Linked DNA regions of Gossypium hirsutum: region 2 is linked to region 1. The links are chromatin contacts, called in public Hi-C maps. All regions are on one chromosome and are shown on one strand. Each heading gives the region's core, a stretch centred on a gene start, on an enhancer-like site or on the middle of the called end of the contact. The rest is flanking DNA. Distances are from core to core; before and after follow the strand shown.

The links. A called contact is a pair of places that touch in the nucleus more often than the background predicts.
Region 2: a Hi-C map of leaf shows a contact between it and region 1, with 1.7 times the contacts expected there. The contact joins two enhancer-like sites. A contact is called at or near these places in 16 of 34 Hi-C or Micro-C datasets (anther, callus, hypocotyl and 2 more).

What each region holds. Positions count from the first base shown.
Region 1 is chrA13:6,134,910-6,140,490 of Gossypium_hirsutum_v2.1, reverse strand. No RefSeq gene overlaps it. Among protein-coding and RNA genes, the nearest start is that of TRNAP-AGG, 5.3 kb to the right of the region's middle. Within about 2 kb of position 3,455, at least 1 of the 9 cell types and tissues checked has an H3K27ac peak or open chromatin away from gene starts, as enhancers often do. A contact at or near this core is called in hypocotyl, where this site is marked.
Region 2 is chrA13:6,186,987-6,193,121 of Gossypium_hirsutum_v2.1, reverse strand. No RefSeq gene overlaps it. Among protein-coding and RNA genes, the nearest start is that of LOC107941488, 11 kb to the left of the region's middle. Within about 2 kb of position 4,646, at least 3 of the 9 cell types and tissues checked have an H3K27ac peak or open chromatin away from gene starts, as enhancers often do. A contact at or near this core is called in hypocotyl, where this site is marked.

The sequences.
Region 1 (5,581 bases), core at 2,206-4,705:
ATGAATGCGACAGTGAAAAAAAAAAGATAATTTTGTTTTAAGTCCCTGAAAATTTTAATTCTTTACAATTTAATATCTAATTTTAAGTTTCAATTTAATTGATTTAATCCTTTAAGCCTGTTTTAAATTGAGCAATTGTATTCCTTACAACATGTTTTAATTTATTAATTGAGCCCAAAGGTGTAGTGATGGTTTTATGCAATTTAAAAAATTGTAAAACGGTTAAATATTACATTTGATTAGCGTAAAATTATTAAAAATAGGATGTGTGCAATCTTATTTTCATGTTATTGAAATAACACAACCACGTGCTAATTGTATATATCTTAAATACATATTTCACATCATATATATTATGTAACAAAATTTTTACATAAATATGGTAATATTCGGTTTTTTTTTTTTACAAAAAAAATAAGTTTCATTAAATCAAATGTTCAAAAGCGCCACAATAATGTGTCTTGTTTAAGAGCCTCTAACACATTATTAGGAAGTATGTTAAATATTTGTAAACTTGAATACCATGCTAAACTGAACTTAGTTAATTTATCCACACTTATGTTGCACTCTCTGGGTATATATCTGATCTCCCACTGTCCTTCAGAGTTTATAACCCGTTGGATCCTTCTAATCAAGGTAATACTTGAATCTTTCGACCCTATCACTGTTAAGGCTCTAATCACCTCAAGATTATCTGTCTGAATTATGGCCATTTTGTAACCTTATTTAACAAGATGAGAAGCCTGTCTAGAATACCTCAAAGTTCCTCTTCAAAAGGTGTACATCTGCCCAGATAGCGATTAAATCCCAATACTCAATTGTCAACCGGATCACGTACCACACTGCCAATATAAGCATTCCCGAAGTTTCTAGCCACTGCACCATTAGTGAATAAATGAACTCGCGTTCCTTCAAAATGAGTTTGGTCACCCACTTTTAGGAGGTTGACCTTGGATCCATTGTGATAGAGATCAAATTGATGTGCCCAGTTGAGAGAAGCTTTGACAATTTCTGGTAAATGATAAAACTAACATATCTTAATCCCATTATTAATGCGATTTTGGATGATTATTTATGCAAATTGGTGAATTTGATGCTCCTAATCTTTTGAATTCATGTTCTTATACTTAGGTGAGCATTTGGGAGTAGAAGGAGAGAAAAGCAAGCGAAAATCGAAGAAAAAGAGCAGATTTCAAGAGCCACACGGGCTAGTTACACGCCATGTGAGCCACATGGGCTGGACACAAGTCCATGTGCCAACCCATGTCGATTTCGCAACCTGCTTCCCAAACAGGCAGAATTAATATCTATTTTACGTGATAAATACTTGATTCTTGTTCTTAATTATGTGTGTTTATTTCTTGTTTTAATATTTCCGGGATATTAATTCATGTTTAATGTGCTTAATTCAATAGAGGAAAAGTCCCTGTTTAAGAGTAAATCTAGCATAATTGAGTAGAGTTGCATGCAATCCTAGAAATAGGACAACATAAATCTACCAGATTAGAGTCAAATCTAATAAGAAAATCCATAGATCGAGTTAATGCGACGATGAGGGGTTTTAATTAGAAAGAGATTTCAATTAATCAACCTAGAGTCAGTTGTTCTTATTCTCGAAATAGATATTAACATAATTTAAGGATTTCTATGGATCAAGACACCAAGTGAATAAATCATTTAATTCAGATTCATAATAATAGGTGAAGTCTAGGTGGATTCTTTCCTAGTATTGTCTCTCTCATTGATTATCTTTCGATTATTTTCCTCATTCGTTCTCTGTTGAGTTCTTAGTTAAATTAATTTCGTAAATTTAGTTTAAAACCGATCACTCTAATTTGTCGACTAAATAATAAGAAAACAGCAATTACTAATACTCTTAGTCCTCATGAATACGATATCTCTACTCACCATAACTATATTATTTATCAATAGGTGCACTTACCTTAGGCGTATTTTTAATTAGTGACGTGAGAAATGTCAACTTCATAAGCTGCCCAGGTAACATTCAGTTTTAAATCAGTTATAAGTTTAACATTTGATACCTGTAATATGTTGACAAATTAGAGGTTACTTTCAATTTTCAATTGTTAGTGAAATGTTATCATGGTAATTTTCAAGCAAAAAGTCAAATTAAGTATAAATTAAAAAAAAAAGGAAATTGTTTAGAAAATATAATTTTATCTATTTGGTTAATGCTTAAAATATAAAGGAAATTGTTGCATTTGTTACATACTTAACATTTTTTTTAGAGTTAATTAGATTGAAATTGATATGGTCTAGTGAAAATTAAACATTACATTAAAAGTATCAAATGATATAATCATGGTTTAAGGTAACAAATTGGTTTATATTGGAAAATTGTAAACGTTGTTTAATATAATTTACTAAAATCATGGAATAATATCGGGAAACAGATTTTATGAATTTTTTTAGGATTTGCATTAATATAAAATATGAATTCCAAAAGTTTAAATTTGTTCATGCGCGTTTTATCATTAGTTTTAGTTCGATTGATATGGGTATTGTTGTTAATGTAGAAGGATACGGGTTCAAGTGCACTAAAGTGTATTATCCTCCCATTTATGAGTTAAGGAGAAGCTATAGATAATTTTAGGCATTATATTAAAAAAAAGTATATATGATTTCCTAGGCTATATTATAAATAAACAGTAATATTAAATTTTAATTTACCTCTATCCCTTTCCATATCTATTTTTCTCCAATTAAAGCATAAAACTTTCATAGCTTTATTAATTGCATTGTCTCTGAGTATAGGAGAAAATAGTACAAGCCTTCTCAAGCATCGAATGTAGTATTAAAATCTTCAACTTACCATGTCATATATAATTATAGCTATAAATAGTTGCTGTCCAATTTTCTTGTCCAATGAATATAGACTTCTTTTATTCTAGACGCAAGTATATTTGTCTAATTCAATGTTCAACATTCTTGCACCCTAATTTGAAGGGACTTTTTAAAATATGCTTGTTGAAGTTTAATTAAAATTTCTATTTAATGAATACATGTATATTTACTGTGTTAAGTATAGTTTGAGTTCAAGTTACGCTAATCACATTAACATTAGAACTTTGCCCTCATCATATAATTCACCAAAATAAAGTCTATTTAATCAATTACAAACTTATTCACCTAAATTAATATATATATATATATGCATAAGGTGAGACTTGAGATCTCAAAAGAATTAAGGTCTCATGAACATATATATATATATTATTTGAAAATCTTAAATCGTAATCTAATTATATTATATAATGACTTCAACATATATTTATACTTATATTAAACATTATATGCAATAATGAAAATAAATAAAATAAAAGGATAAGAAAGAAGTGGCTGGAGGGCATGATTTTTGGATTAATGCATAGTCAAGTTTGATTAGACTTTTGATTAAAATGAAAGCTCACATGGTTATATGAGTAGTGTCTTTTACTTAAATATGTGGCCTTCAGCTCATATTTGTCTGTGTATGTATATATAAAGTCACCGAAACATAGAGTCATAGGGTGAGCGGTCGACCCCTTTGGCCATGGGGCTTGTAATGTATTGCAGCAGCCATGGGCGTCCCTATGGATTCTGTCGTGGAAAGTATGGATAAACTCGGCATTAGCGACCGCCGTCATCTATCGTCTATAGTTAAAAAAAATCAAGGTATCCATATAAAGAAATATTCTTTTTTACTTTCATATTGAGAAATTTACGGATGAATTTTTTTAAGGTAGGAAAAGGAATAAAGAAAAAGAATTTTAATTAATAAGTCAAGATTTATGGGTGTCAGAGTTCGGAATTATTTATTTAAATTTTAATTAAGACCTCAACTCTTATTGATGTCGAGTATAATTTAACGTTTTGGTTATTTACTCTTTCTTGTTTGAAGTTGATCCCATGGGAGTTGATAGAGTAAGGCTGAATTCAACACCCATAGATGTCTAGGTTCTAAGTCTGATTTGTTTACTGTTAAACATGTTTTTTTTTGTAAGTATGAAACAAATAGGAGTAAATAGTCAAAATGTTAATCTAAACTTGATATTAATAAGAACCAAGCTCAAAGTTCGGATTTAAATAAATAAGGTTGAACTTAACACTTATGAGTATCAGATTTTATCACTCGAAATTCAATTTTTTTTGTTTCTTTCTTGATTCCAAAAAAATTCAGTGATTAGAATTCTTATACTAAACTCGACACCCTTAGGTGTTAAGGTACTCCTAAATAACCATATTCTAAGAAATAAGTTTTGTAGGAATGTATGTTGGGAAATAATATAAAATTTCTCAATATCAAAATTAAAACCCCTAAAAGGGATTAGAATAAGATTTTTCTTTTTCCATTTAACATGATCCATATTAGTTTCTAAAAATTTTTAAAATTTTTATGAAGTTTAATGAGATTTTCAAAAACATAAATAGAATTAACATAATTAAGAATTTTCAAAAGCTTAAGAAATGAATGAAATTTTGAAGAAAAAGTTTTAAGGGCCAAGCCTTCGGCTCCTATTACCATTTATTTCTGCAAAATAAACCCAAAATAAAATGACGATGAATTTAGTAATATCCATCCTCTTTCCTAAAATGTTCAAAAAAAATAAATATATCAAATATTTTTATGAACCCAAATAAATTCATTCAATTTTTGAATCACGTCCAACTAAGAAAAATAAATAAATAAATTAAATTAAATTTCAACAAAGTTATCATTTACTGTCAAGGTTTAAGGTTTAAAGATTAGACATAATTAATATTTTGAAACATTTTTTGATTTTGCAACTGAAATATTTTGTTTAGAATTGAGTTGCAAATGAAAAAAAAATTCATGCAATTTTTTAAACAATAAATGTTAATTTTATTACAATTTGGTTATATTTAATTCTTTTTATAGTAAAATGATTAAATCGATTAATTTCATAATAGAAAGACTAATTTGATTAAAGTTGTATAATAGAGAGACATGGTAGGTATTTTCACCCAACTTTTAATGGCCAAAATATAACCAATATTTTCCCTCTGAAACGACAAGTGGGGTTGAAGCCCAACCAGAAAACCAGACAAATGGGGTCTTCAGTCTTGACTAAGAATGACCCTCCATTAAACCCATGAACCTTTTTCTAAATTAAGAAATATAAAATATTTGGCCTCAATGTTGGTAAATAAATTGATAGTTAATAAAATCAGTCTGGATAATTATTTTTTATTATTTTAATAAAATTTTAGAATTTTTACAATTTTTTAATTACTATCAATTTCTTTTAATTTTCTAAGTGGTCAAACCGTTCAATTTTATTAAAAATCGAAAGTTTAACTTGTTTGACCTCTAGTTTTATCTTTTTATTTATGAATTGGGGATAATTTATTAAATAGTTCTAGACATCAAAAAGAATAAATATAAGCAAAACCTATAATGAGATTATTAAAAAAAGAAAGTAATAAATCTCCAATTTGCAAATCATAATCATTAAATGCAATTAGGTCCAATATAGGAGTCATTTTATAAATAAATAAATCGTAAGGTGAGTTTGGATGAGCGGTACGCTTATTTGCAGTTAGTGTAAAAATAACGGTA
Region 2 (6,135 bases), core at 3,397-5,896, 51 kb before region 1:
CTATAACTCGGCACCAGCACAGTCCCTCACACCTAATTTTCGGCTGTCAACACAGTTAAACAAAGGTTCCCCAATTAAATAATTTAAAAATTGAAATTTTAAAGCACATCATCACTTACTGAACGAGTGTCACCCTATGTTGCGCAATATGACAAATTGAAAACAAAGTTAAAAACGGAAAGGAAAGAAAAAAGTGGATTCAGCAAGAGGGAAGGTAGAATTTGGTAGCAAAGGAAAAAAAATGGAGATGGAAACGACAAAGACTTTTTACAGGAGAGAAGAAAAATAACTAAGTAACTCCCAAATCCCCTATTTTGCTTCTACTAAACCACATCCGTTTCAACTACTTCAGTATTCCAGTCCCTCTCAAACAACCACACGGCATTAGCAGCAAAAATAATACCCAAGTACAAACTCAAACACAAGACCTCCCTCACACCAACACTCTACTTAACCACCAGTCCAATAGACCCATTCTGACATTATTTTACAAACAACTCTACTTAAACCCTTTAAGCCAGGCTAAGGCTTCAATCATTTAAAAATTTTAATATTTGCCCAAGTCGAGGCTTGAACTTGGGACTTCCTAAACACTCCCAGAACACATAACCACTAAAGCTGACGGATATTTGTCAAATAATAATAATAACATAAATAGGTATTTTTGGGTTGTTACATCAGAAGACCCTTTAACCATTAACTTTAATTGTTGTTTGTTAAAGTTAATGGTCCCTAGTTTTTTTTTTCAGTTAAAGTCATCACATGTCGCAATGTAGTGTAACATATGGCGAAAAATGATAAAATGTTTCTTTTAGGATTATAATTTTTATAATTCTTTTACGAATTTTATAATTCTTTACATTTTTTTATCATTTTCTTACAACTTTATAAAATTTTATCTATTTTTTTCTATATTTCTATATATTTTATAATTTTTTACGAATTTTATAAAATTTTACAATTTTTGTAATCTTTTTCTAATTTTTAATAAAAAAATAAATATTTGTTATATTTTTATTAAAATAATAACAGATAAATATTTCTTAGATTTTTTATTAAAATTTAATAACTTTTATAACTTTTATAGATTTTTATTTTTTATTATTTTTTTGCCACATGTCACGTTGTAGTTGTGACACATGATGACTTTAACTAAAAAAATTAGGGACGGTTTGCTTTAACGGTCAACCATTAAAGTTAATAGTTAAATGGCCTTTTTAATGCATTTTTTGACAATTGAGTACAAAAAAAAAATAGGGCTTTAATTGCTTTTTTGAAAAAGTTTGAGGGCCTTTTTGATGTATTTTAGTAATTTAAGTATCCAATTGAGTGCAAAAAAAAAGGAACTTAATTACTTTTTTTTTTAAGTTTAAGTATTCAATTGAGTGAAAAAATAAACTTAATTGCTTTTCTTGAAAAAAATTAAAAACTTTTTATACCCTTTAAACCAAAGAAAAACCAAATTATAATTTCAACATTTGTCAAAGGACAAATGGACTATGGTACTACAAGAACCAGGCTGCTGGGCCTCTGGGTGGTGGTCCAACACCATTTTTTAAAATGGTTCAAGCCTTCAAAAGTTTGCCCACCCCACACCTGAAGAAATGTTCTATGCCTACTTGGGTTTTTTTGTTCTCTCTTATACAATGTCCAAGTTTCCCGCTGGGTTACTGGGGGCATTTTACTCAGATTTGAAGTATCGAAAGGATGTCTATATTATATAAATTATATTAAGGAGTCCTATTAAAATCAAATCAAGAAATATGGGCTCACCCTCCATGGTTAGGGTAATACTTCAATATTTGTATACCCAAATAACATGCATGGTACATGTCGTAGACACTTCAAGACACAAACATAGGTCGAGCAACAGCACATATGTGTTAGGCCTTTAACCCCCAATTGCTCAATAAAAATAAGAGATAAGACTATATTTAAACCCTCTTAAAAGCCTTTCCTCAACCAATGTGAGGTTATCTACATTGTATTATCAACAATTACAAATTTAAATACATTTAAACATATATATATTTTAAATTATTTCAATAATAATAATATCAACCAAATTAAAAATTATATACTTAAATTAATTGATTTGGAATATATGTTTTTATCTTCTATGTGTAAAATAGTACATAAATTAAACCTTATCATTACCAATTACCATGGCATTCTGATAAATTATTTTACTTTAATTTTATTTTTACGAAATCGAAAATCTATTATAACAACAATTGAGTCAATTTTTTTTATTTAATTATTACATGTGATGCATAATAAATAGACGATTTTTTTAAAATGATTACCTTAATACTAATGAAAGTAATATATATTGATGTAACTATTTCATGTAATCTTTTAAATCTTTTGTATATTATAGTATTTGACACATATTTGAAAATAGACGTGTATTACTTTTCCAAACATATATAGACAAACATATAAAATTTGAGTATGCTTAAAATATATGGATATCAGCAAACATAACTCATGTGACACATCATACCCTAATTTCAATTAATGAGGCTTTTGAAAATTTTGAGGTCTCGTATTCAAGTTTCATGATGTATAAATTTGATTTAAATTTATTTTAATTGAGTTGTCCAAATAGATTTTAGTTTGTGATTTAAGTTAAATTAATTATTCAATTAATTTTTTATTTATTTAATTATTTTTATGATACTATTCGTCTAATTATTAATTCTTATTGTAATTTCTCGTATAATTATAATTTATTTCGATGAGACTTTAAGATTTCAATGATCCAAGTTATATATTTCAATTTCAATTTTAATTAATCCAATATATATTATACGTTACTTATATTTATGTTTATAAACTCTTTAAAAGACTGACTCAAAAAAAAAAAACAAAAAAACAAAAAGGAAAACCCTAATCTTCAATCATAATTAATATGTACTTACATGGGACACTCCCAGCTGTTATGATAGGGAATTGGCCGTTTGAATTGAACTGTTTTTGGTGTTTCCCATGTCCATGGGACTTAATTGTAATGCTTATTCGCTATTTTTGAGACAGGTAACCGACACCATATGCAAATTAATCCATCTCATCAATGGTTGGGTTATCCTACTTATTAGCTAATTCACATGAGTTTATTATCAGTGTAGAGGAAGTGGATTTCAGTGCGTTAAAGCGAATTATCCTCTTATTTAAGGGTTGAGGAGGGGTTATGGCTAGTTCTAAGTATTGTATAAAAAATTTTTAAAAAGTTTTAAGTAAAAGTATAAGTTAAATTTGAATTTTAATATTCAAATCTTAAACTTAACTTAATCCGACTCATTTTCAAGTTTATAATATATATTGTCTTTTTTTTTATATCACATGTATATTAAAAATATGTTAGATATTTATTAAAAAAAAGAATTTTGATAATTACTAAATATTAAATAAAACTAATTATATTATTTAAAAAAGTTTAAAAAAAATTGTGAGTGGACAGAAATGATTTTAAATTAATCATTTATCAATATAAATGAATTAAGATAAAATATCGAACTTGAATAAATATATATAATATTAAAATTATACACAAAATCAATTTAAACTTTACTTATCAGAGCTTATAAATACCTCTAATTTTCAAACATGCCTCATTGGTGCCATACACTTGTAAATTATCTTTTATTATTTTCTCAATTTTATTAGATTTTGTAGTTTAATGCAATGTCCTTTTCATTTTGACTCTTCTTGGCTAGTTTTTCAATATTATTTGCCATCTTGTACCTTTCCAATTAATTTCATCACAGATCATTTGTGAAAATTTAAACCCTAAAATCATCTTCAATACGATGGCCATTGATTCCTCATTAATCCCTTCTCAATGAATGCCACTCAACTATAGATATTAATTTTTATTTGATTCTTGAACAACTTTTATATTATATATATTGAGTGTTTAATTTGTTTTTTTAGTGAGGAGAATCGGATATTTATAAAATATTATTATTTATCGAAATGACGTCTTAGGTAAACTCTATGCATACCAACATGTATACTGTTCTAGACTTAACACGTGTTCATCGAACCACTCAGTTGATTTCACACCCTTTGCCTACGAACACCTAGGAATATGCAAACTTAGCTCGCGAGCTCTCCCCGTAAGCCTTAATGTCTCTACCTTGTGAGGCCAAAGTTCCTCCTCATCTACTCGAGCTGTAGGTTGGTAGTTCGAAGTTATATTCAAGTTTCGGGTTGTTAACAGAAAATACCATAACAAAATATATATATATGAAATTTTTGTTAAAAAATCTTCATTAATCTTCTATTAATTAATGATTCAGAAATATAAATAGAGTCCAAGTTAAACGATTTTAACAAAAAAATATATAATATTAATATGATATATAAATTTGATATAAATTTAATTTGACCGACTCATGTACAAGCATATTGCAGGGGGTGTTGTTAATGCTGGTTTGTCTCATGCAGTGGCTCCTTTCGAAAGGTTCCAATGAGACTTTTGTCCTAAAGAGGTGTCAAGTCAGACTCTTTCTTTTTTCCTATATAAAAGCCTGAAAGGGCTTTTACTACCAACACTGCATTTCGGGGAGGGTGGGGTGTGGGGGTGCATTGCTGTCACCTTTGTAGGCCCACCGTGGCGGGCCATTCATTGCCTCAGCCCAGGGTTCACATGTAAATGAATGCCTTTGTCATCCTTATGTAATACTTACATAATGCTTGTTTCATATATGCTGCATCTACTTTTTCTTGCAAACAGCCTGGGATTTGAAACCCACATGTTGTTTTCTTGACCCTATTTTTTAAAGAAATTCCGAGCTAAGAGGTGTTCATGACTAGATTGGTTTTATATATGATTTTATATAATATATAAAATAAAATAAAAAATATAATATAAAGTAGAGAACATTTTGAATCAAATTCAAGCCTTTAATATTAGAGCTTAATCTTCATCCATCCAAATTTTTGCCCATGTCGCACCAGCTTCGTGAGCACAATATCACGGAAAATTTTAAAGAATAGATTGTGACACCACTTTTTCCAAGTTAGTAGCATTGTACCAAGAAAACATGTTTTGAGTTGGAATTGAGGTGAAGCTACACAACAATGGAACAAATGTGTTTAAAATTGACTACATATTCTACTCGATTTGTATTTACTATCAAGTTTGGCATAAAGATGTAATGTTATATTTGGTAGGCATATTATTTTTTATACATGTTTTAGCACATGGATTAGCAATAAATTGATTCAATTGATTATATTTAGTCACTCTCATGATTTATTTTTAGTAAAGAGAAAGAAAATTTTTCGCTTATTTTGAAAAGGCCTTATTTTTTATAAGAGTTATTATTTATCTTTCTAATTTCAAATTTAAATTTGTACTAACTATTCTTTATTTTATATCTAACTATTATAATACATACGTAATAAATAAGCTTTTTCTTCTGATTGTTACCCTCGTAACCAAACGAGACATATTTGTTATAATCCTAACAAGGTTTTAAAGTTTAATACCAATTCTAAATTTTTTGAAAATTTGATATTCATTATAGATTACTACATTCTTGCAAACATATTCAATATATCCTGGGAAGAGAATAATAAACATTTGCATACAAATGTTTTCATAAGAAATTACGAGTTAATTTGGTATCAGTTCGGTTAAAGAAATAACTAAAATACCTTATTATATACAAAATAATTTATATTATTATGAATATATTTCTATATTTTTAAAAAAAATTACATATAGTGAAATTTGAACCTATGGTACTAGCATCTATAAAACCTTAAATTTACTACTTCATCCAAAGATTTAATTCTGCTTTGAGATAAATTTTAATACTTGTACATAAGAAGGTTTTTCATTCACATTGCTATATCTTTACTAACTTTAAACCCTTGACTAATTAGTTGATGTCGGATTAACTTGTGACACCAATTTAGTTGGGAAAATGACTAAAATACCTACTTATACATAAAATAAGTTATAACATTTTAACATGCTGTAAATAATGGCAATACAAGCCAAAAAGAAATTGGAATACATTTAATATTCTTAACCAACTGTATTTACCTATTTAAGATTCTTTTTACTCAAAATCTAAATTAATTTAATTTATTTTAACTTTGTACATATTATATATATTA